Linked DNA regions of Sus scrofa: region 1 is linked to region 2. The links are chromatin contacts, called in public Hi-C maps. All regions are on one chromosome and are shown on one strand. The core of a region is the stretch at or near the end of the contact, and the rest is flanking DNA. Distances in the headings are between cores, read along the strand shown.

Region 1 (3,911 bases), core at 1,286-3,785, 270 kb after region 2:
AGCAACTCGGGATCCGAGTCAAGTCTGCGACCTACACCACAGCTCACAGCAACGGTGGATCCTTAACCCACTGAGTGAGGCCAGGAATAGAACCGGCAACCTCATGGTTCCAAGTCGGATTGGTTAACCACTGAGCCACGACGGGAACTCTGGCAACAATTTAAGAGTCCAAAGAATCAAGGTAAAGAGTTCCCTTGTGGCTCAGCAGGTTAAGGATTCAGTGTTGTCACTGCAGCACTCAGGTCTACTGATGAGACACAGGTTTGAGCCCTGGACGGAGAACTTCCACATGCTTTGGGCTCAGCCAAAAAAAAAAAAAAAAAAAAAAAAAAAGAAAATCAAGGTATTAGCCAAAGCTATGAGAGTGACCTTCAGTTCTGATCACTGAGTATTTCTGCTTTCATATCTGCATAGCTGGAGAGCCACTGAAGCCTGATGGACCCCAAAACCAAAACATGAGTGAATTAAGCCAGATTTTCAGGGAATGTCTTTGAATCAAGGATTCTTTGAACCTGAACCAGTGAATATGCTGAAGTGATGGGAAGGGGCAGAGAGGAAAAGCTTCAACCAGGGAGAAGCTGCCAGTTCTTCTTGTACAGCTGCTGGGCTATGTTCTTTTTTTTTTTTTTTTTTTTTTTTGCTTTTTTAGGGCTGCACTTGCGGCATATGTAAGTTCCTAGGCTAGGGGGAGAATTGGAACTGCATTTGCTGGCCTACGCCACAGCCACAGCCACGCCAGATCTGAGCTGCATCTGCAACCTACAATACAGCTCATGGCAATGCCAGATCTGTAACCCACTGAGTGAGGCCAGGTATTGAACCCGCATCCTCATGGATACTAGTTGGGTTCGTTACTGCTGAGCCATGAGCGGAACTCCTTGGCTATGTTCTTGAGTATAGCATTTCCATTTGAACTAAAGGCCTGATTAGCCAGGCACATAGTGTCTCCAACACCGAGTCCAATAAGGTACTGTGATTTGCTTCTTTTCTATCCAAACTAAATTTCTTTGAAGAAATTTTATTTATTTATTTACTTTTGGCCATGCCCCACAGCATGCAGAAGTTCCTGGGCCAGGGATGGAACCCACGCCACAGCTGTAACCAAAGCCTCAGCAGTGACAACACCAGATCCTTCATCTGCTGAGCCATGAGATAACTCTGAGAAATTTTAAATTCTGGTCTTTCCTATGACCTGAATCTGAGACCAGGAGAGATGTACTTTCTTCTTCTTTTTATGGCTGCACCTGTGACATGTGGAAGTTCCCAGGCTAGGGGTCAAATTGGAAACACAGCTGCAGGCCTATGCCACAGTCATGACAACACCAGATCCAAGCCACGTCTGCGACCTTCACCCCAGCTTGTGGCAAAGCCAGATCCTTAACCCAGTGAGGGGGGCCAAGGATCAAACCCACACCCTCCCACGGTGTTGGATCCTGAATGTGCTGAGCCACAATGGGAACTCAAGGAGAGATGCACTTTATGACAAAGTTGACATGGAGTTCCTGGTGTGGCTCAGCAGGTTACAAACCCTTCTAGTAGTATCCATGAGGATGTAGATTCCATCCCTGGCCTCATTCACTGGGTTAAGGATCTGGAGTTGCTATGAGCTGTGGTGTAGGTTGGCTTGGATCCCCCATTACTGTGGCTGTGGCTGTAGCATAGGCCAGCAGCTGTAGTTCCGATTCGACCCCTAGCCTGGGAAATTCCATATGCCACGGGTGCAGCCCTAAAAAGCAAAAACAAACAACAACAAAAATCACCAAATGATGCAGTTTAAATTACACAAAGGAATATACAGTGAAAGATGTCTCCCTCGCTCCTTTGGGTGCCTTCTTCCACTTCGGAGGTCTCCGTCCGATATCGTCTGGTTCCTCTCAACCGCGCAGTCATGGACCGCACAGTCCATGACTCGGCTCCTGGCCCACCCGCACCAAGTCTTCGCCCACCGTTCACTTTCAGGCGTCCAGCACTGATGATCCTAGTGCAGCCTTTTTTGGAACACACACCTTATTTCTGCTAGATTCCAAAAGGCGGAATCGCTGAGTCAAAGGAAACGTGCGTTTGAAATGAAAAGACTATGTGTGCACCGCTGCCCTCCAAGAAGCGGTCCAATTTATACTCTTACGACTGGCAACGGAGATGCTTGCACTCTCCAGAGCCCTCCCAGGACACTAGCAACATTCTGATCGCGGAGAAAGAGACATCCGAAAGTTTCTACCTGCACTTATCTCGTCGTTTGTCACATATCTATAAGCCATCTGCCCTTCCAACGCGGCTTTGAGAATTTGCTTCGGTGCCCAATACCCAAGTTACTCAGTCCCTTTTGCCCGGACTTATCATGGCGTCGACGGCAGCTACTTCCGAGATCCTCGGAGATCTAGAGGTCTCGGCCAGCATCAAAGATGTCGTCCCGGCCCCATCCTCCGGTCTGCGCACGCTCGGCTCACCTCCCCACGTCCACTCTAGATGGCCACCGCCCCTGTTCCGCTCTAGCCGCCAGGCTCGGTGGTCGCCACCGCCCGCCAATCGTAGGGCGCGGACGCCGCTGGCCCCGCCCCGCGGATCAGCTGAGGGATCAGCGATGTCTGTTGACAGCAGCGGCGGCGGCGCGGCCGGTTCCGGGTTCCGCGCGGGGCGGGGGGTAAGCGGGCTGCTGGCGCGGGCGGGACGCGGGGGAGGCCGGCGGCGCGGCCCGCAGCAGCGTGGCGGGGGCGCCGAGGCCCGGGCAGCTGCGGGAGAAGCGGCGGCCCCAGCCCCCGCCTTTGCGGCCAGAGTCTCACCCGACGTTTCCGGGGCTCGTCAGATGTGAATCCGATGGAGCGGCCCGGGGAAGGAGAGCAGCTGCCGCAGCAGCAGCCGTGGGGGAGGCTCCTCCGCCTGGGCGCCGAGGAGGGCGAGCCGCACGTCCTCCTGAGAAAGCGGGAGTGGACCATCGGGCGGAGAAAAGGTACGGGGCGGAGGTGGGATGGGAGACATGGGACGGACTGAGGACGAGTCCGGGATGGGGGCGGTGGACGGAGGCCGAGTGCTGGGGGACCCGAGCAGGGGCCAGGGCGGAGATCTGGGGCCCGAGGACGAGAGCTGGGCAGGACGGGACCCACCGCGCTGTGGGAGGCCCCTGGGCGGGGCGCTCTGAGCTTTCCAGTTTTTCCAGTGTAGTGGGCTCTCCTGTAATAGCTACCATTTATTCACTTATTGCTCTGCCCAGTCACTTCTGAGTGCTTCGTACAGATTCTTTAATCCTCGTTACAGCTATATGAAGTGGTACATTAATTTATTACGTAGAAGTCAGTGTTTTCAAGTTCATTACCACCCAACGCGTCTTCTCAGACCTTAACGGAAAAGAAATCAATAGCAGAAGGAACACTGGAAAACCCACCGATATGTGCAAAATTAAATAACACCCTTAAACAGCCATTGGGTCAAAGAAATCAAAAGGGAAATTAGACAATACTTTGAGATAAATAAAATATAACATACCAAAACTTGGGGGTTGCAGGTAAGCAGTGCTCAAGGGAAATTTATAGGTGTAGGCAGCTACATTCAAAAAAAGATCTGGGAGTTTCAGTCGTGGCTCAGCAGTACCGAACCCAACTGGTATCCGAGAGGATGCAGGTTGGATACCTGGCCTCTCTCAGTGGGTTAGGGATCCGGGGTTGCCATGAGCTGTGGCATAGGTCTCAGACGGGGCTTGGATCCCGTGTTGCCCTGGGTGTGGTGTAGACCTGTAGCTACAGCTCCTATTAGACCCCTAGCCTGGGAACTTTCATTTGCCACACTTGAGGCTAAAAAAGAAGGAAAAAAAAGGATCTTGGAGTTCCTGCTTGGCGCAGTGGGCTCTGTGGTGTCTTAGGAGCTCACTGGGTCACAGGTTCGATCCCCTGTCTGGCACAGTGGGTTAAGGATCGGGT
Region 2 (3,519 bases), core at 299-2,798:
AGAAAAGTTTGCCTTTTTCACAATATTTTCCTCCAACATTTTACTATGAAAAATTTCAAACTTACAAATAAGTTGAAAGAATTGTACAGTGAGTACTAGCACTCCAAACTTAAGATGTTACTTATTGTGTTGAATTTGCACTGATAATGTGGGCATTCAGCATGCCAAAGTGTATTTATCAGAAGCCACATTCAAAGTTAAAAATGAAGAAAAGGACCATTTTCAATTCCAGATGTCCTTGAGGGCACAATGAAAAATACTTTTTATTATATCTCAACTCTTGGGTCCATGTCTTTTTAATACCTATGCAGCAAATATCACACTACATACTGTTCTGCCCACTTGCGTGATTATTTGAGCTGGGAGCTGAACTGTGCATGAAAGAAGGAATGAATGATAAGACAATCTGGAGGCAGGGCAGACGTTTTCTAGAAATCAACCAAGTGCCACTTCAGGGGAAACAGATGAGGGTGTATTTTGCCAATATAAAATTAATTTTCAAGAGAAAAAAGAATTTTGGACATTTTGTATCTGCCAGTGTGAACTTCACAGATTCCCAATACTTAAGATCAATGATGATATTAGTGAATACAAGTTTTCATACTGTATAATGAAAGAAGTCAACGTTCGAAGATCTGCAGTAGTCAGTGAACTAATATTTTCCAAATGACCATCGCAGGATGCTACAAAATCATTGATAATTGGAGTTCCCATAGCGGCTCAGCAGAAACTAATCTGACTAGTATCCATGAGGACACAGTTTTGATCTCTGGCCTTGCTTAGTGGGTTAAGAATCCGGTGTTGCCCACTGGTAGACCTGGCTGGGATTTGGTGTTGCTGTGGCTGTGGCATAGGCCAGCAGCTACAGCTCGGATTAGACCCCTAGTCTGTGAACTCCATATGCCACTGGTATGGCCCTAAAAAAAAAAAAAGCATTCATAATAAATCCATCTATTTAAAGTGCAAGATTGACCAATGGATTTTAACAGAGTACAAAAAATTCACCTGTATGGTTTCAGATTGTATACTGCAACTGAACTACTTGTTCACCTTTATCTAAGGAGAATACGCACAATTATCTATCTATATTAAAATATTCTGTTTCTAATTACATTCCTATGTGAGGCCAGATTTTTTTAACATACTTCCACAAAACCAACATATTCAATATATTGAATGCAGAAGCACATGGGAGAATCCAGCTGTTTTATATTAAGCCAGACATTTAAAAGATTCTTCCACCCCAAGGAAAAAAAGGAAAACAATGCCACTCTTAATTTTTCTGGTAAATAAATTTAATTTTCATAAAAACATCATTTTTCTCAAATCTTTGCGTTATAAAGTGTAAATTAAGGTTTTTGCCAGGCGGAAAAGAAAGAGTCATATAACGCTTTAACTCAATATACACTCCTCCCGTCTTTATGTTATTAATGTCATTATTTTAACTCTCCGCATATTTAAAGCCGGTCTGCCAACACAGCAATACGCCCGCAGATGCTTCTGAGAGCCGTAGTTCGCCCCGCCCCTTGGTCGCGCTGACGTATTTCCTGTGCGTCCCTAGCGGCCGGCTTTGGCTCAGCACGGATCAGGAACGCCTTGTTCAGCAGACGGCGGCCTCTGACCGTCGCGGTGACTTGAGCTGGAGCCTGCTGACCTCGTCTGCCGTCAGGGCAGGGGTGGAAGCACTGGAGCGGGAGCCTCAGAGTCACGGGCGAGGACCAAGTAGACCTGACCGCCGGGGAGATCGGCTGCGGAGCTCGTCCTCCACGCAGCCTAGCGCTGCCCCGCCCCCCCAGGGGTTGGGGTCCCTTCAAGTTTTGAGGCGGCGGGACAGTACTAGTCTGGCCTGCCTTGCAGCCCTAGCTCGATCGCGTGCGTGTTTGGTGGGCGGACGTGCGGAACCCCTAGCCTATGAGGGAAGCAGGCTCCGCTGTGGGGAGGGCAGGTGCAGGGTCTCGGGGGGCCTTGTGGGCGTGGAAGCGGCAGGGAGTCCGTTTCCCTCATGGTTCTTTTCTCCCACAGCCCTTGGGTCCCGCCATCACCCGCAGGGCGCACAGAACCGGCCAGAATTGGCCGTGGGGATGGCCGCCAGGGTCCGGACAGCTGCCATCTGGGTGAGTAGGGGGTTTTCTCCCGTTTTTAAAAATCTCCCTGAACGCCGACCTGTGCTCATTACGTTTCTTTCAGGGTCGGTCGAACGGAGCTTCCTAGCCACATGGCCTCCTTTAGATGATGTTAGGCCGTCCAGAAGTCCTTCTTGTCATCAGACTGTTAATTTACTCCTTCCTGTAGTCTCTTTTCTGCCAGTTTTGATCTTGAACCTTGAGTTAAACAAGAGGTTAATCATCCATCTTCCAATTTCTTCAACACTTATGTTTTTCTTTTTTTCTTTGTGTCTAAGATCTTTGGCTTCACTTGTTTATTCACTTATTCTACAGTTTTGTTTGTTGTCTTTTGTTTGCTGGACCCTAGGGCAGGTGTGAAGGATGCAAAGATAAATTGTTCCTTCCTTGGAAGAGCAATGGTCTGGTGCGGAGGGTAGGCAAGGAAATAAATGTATAAGTACAGTGATAAGTGGGTGGTGGGGTCCTATGAGAGCTGTGCAAGTGTGTGGGGACACTCAGCGCAGTGTCAGCTTTGGAAGTAAGGACACCCCAAGAAATGCTTTAGAGATGAATAAGAGAGTCTTAAACTGATATTTGAAAGGTGAATGAGGTGAACAAGGGACTGAAGGTCAGCTTAGGAAAAGGAGGTAACAGGCAGATTTACGAGGTTTGAAGTGATCTAGTCTGTTGGTGAACTTTTAACACTTTACAGTTGCTGAAATGTGTGTGGGGATTGTGGGTGATGGTGGTGGTGGAGGGTGTTTTAAGAAATGAGGCCAGGGCCATAGGCAGAGGCCAGATCTACATGGCTTTGAGGATCACATTAAAAACTTGGATTTTGGAGTTCCGGTGGTGGCTCAGCAGTTAACAAACCTGACTAGTATCTGTGAGGATGCAGGGTTTGATCCCTGGCACCATTCAGTGGGTTATGGATCTGGCGTAACATCTATTTTGGTCCCCTCAGATTCCACCTGGGAGGTGTCCTCCTGTGGGGGGTGCACCCTTCCTGGGGACTTGGGAGATGTGCGGTGTGTGGCTCGTTGCAGGGCACTGCCCTCTTTGGTCAGGTCACATTGCCCAGCTCCTGAGGTTGGTAAGGAAACCAACCCCTGGGGCTGTTTGTGTACGTCTCTGGGCTTTTTTTTTTTTTTGACTATCCTGGGAGGCCGATTTTGTTTTTCATTGGGAGATTTTAAAAACTCCACTGCCAGTGTCCTGCTCTCAGTGTTTAACACCAAAATGTAAGACTCAGTGGGCGGTAAGTGAACTGTTCATCTCAGTGCTTAATACCAACAAGTAAGACTCAAGTGAGAAAAATGAGTTGTTCATGGACATCCAGATATGAGAGAAGAAGCTACTGACAAACAGGCCGTCTCATCTGAAATCTGTTACCATGTGCACCTGCCTCAAGCAG

Evidence for each region. Hi-C and Micro-C count contacts between places; a contact is called where the count stands out from the background.
Region 1: a Hi-C map of liver shows a contact between it and region 2, with 4 times the contacts expected there. The contact joins the promoter of CHFR here to the promoter of LOC100154415 in region 2. A contact is called at or near these places in 5 of 47 Hi-C or Micro-C datasets (embryonic fibroblasts, heart right ventricle, liver and 1 more) and 1 of 2 datasets of contacts at active chromatin or transcription factors (alveolar macrophages).

What each region holds. Positions count from the first base shown.
Region 1 is chr14:22,651,927-22,655,837 of Sscrofa11.1, forward strand. It overlaps CHFR (E3 ubiquitin-protein ligase CHFR), which reads left to right and starts at 2,536. Exons shown (of 17, transcript XM_001928455.6): 1 at 2,536-2,641; 2 at 2,804-2,947. The coding sequence starts at 2,815.
Region 2 is chr14:22,378,060-22,381,578 of Sscrofa11.1, forward strand. LOC100154415 (zinc finger protein 268) reads left to right here and starts at 1,549. Exons shown (of 6, transcript XM_021072884.1): 1 at 1,549-2,114.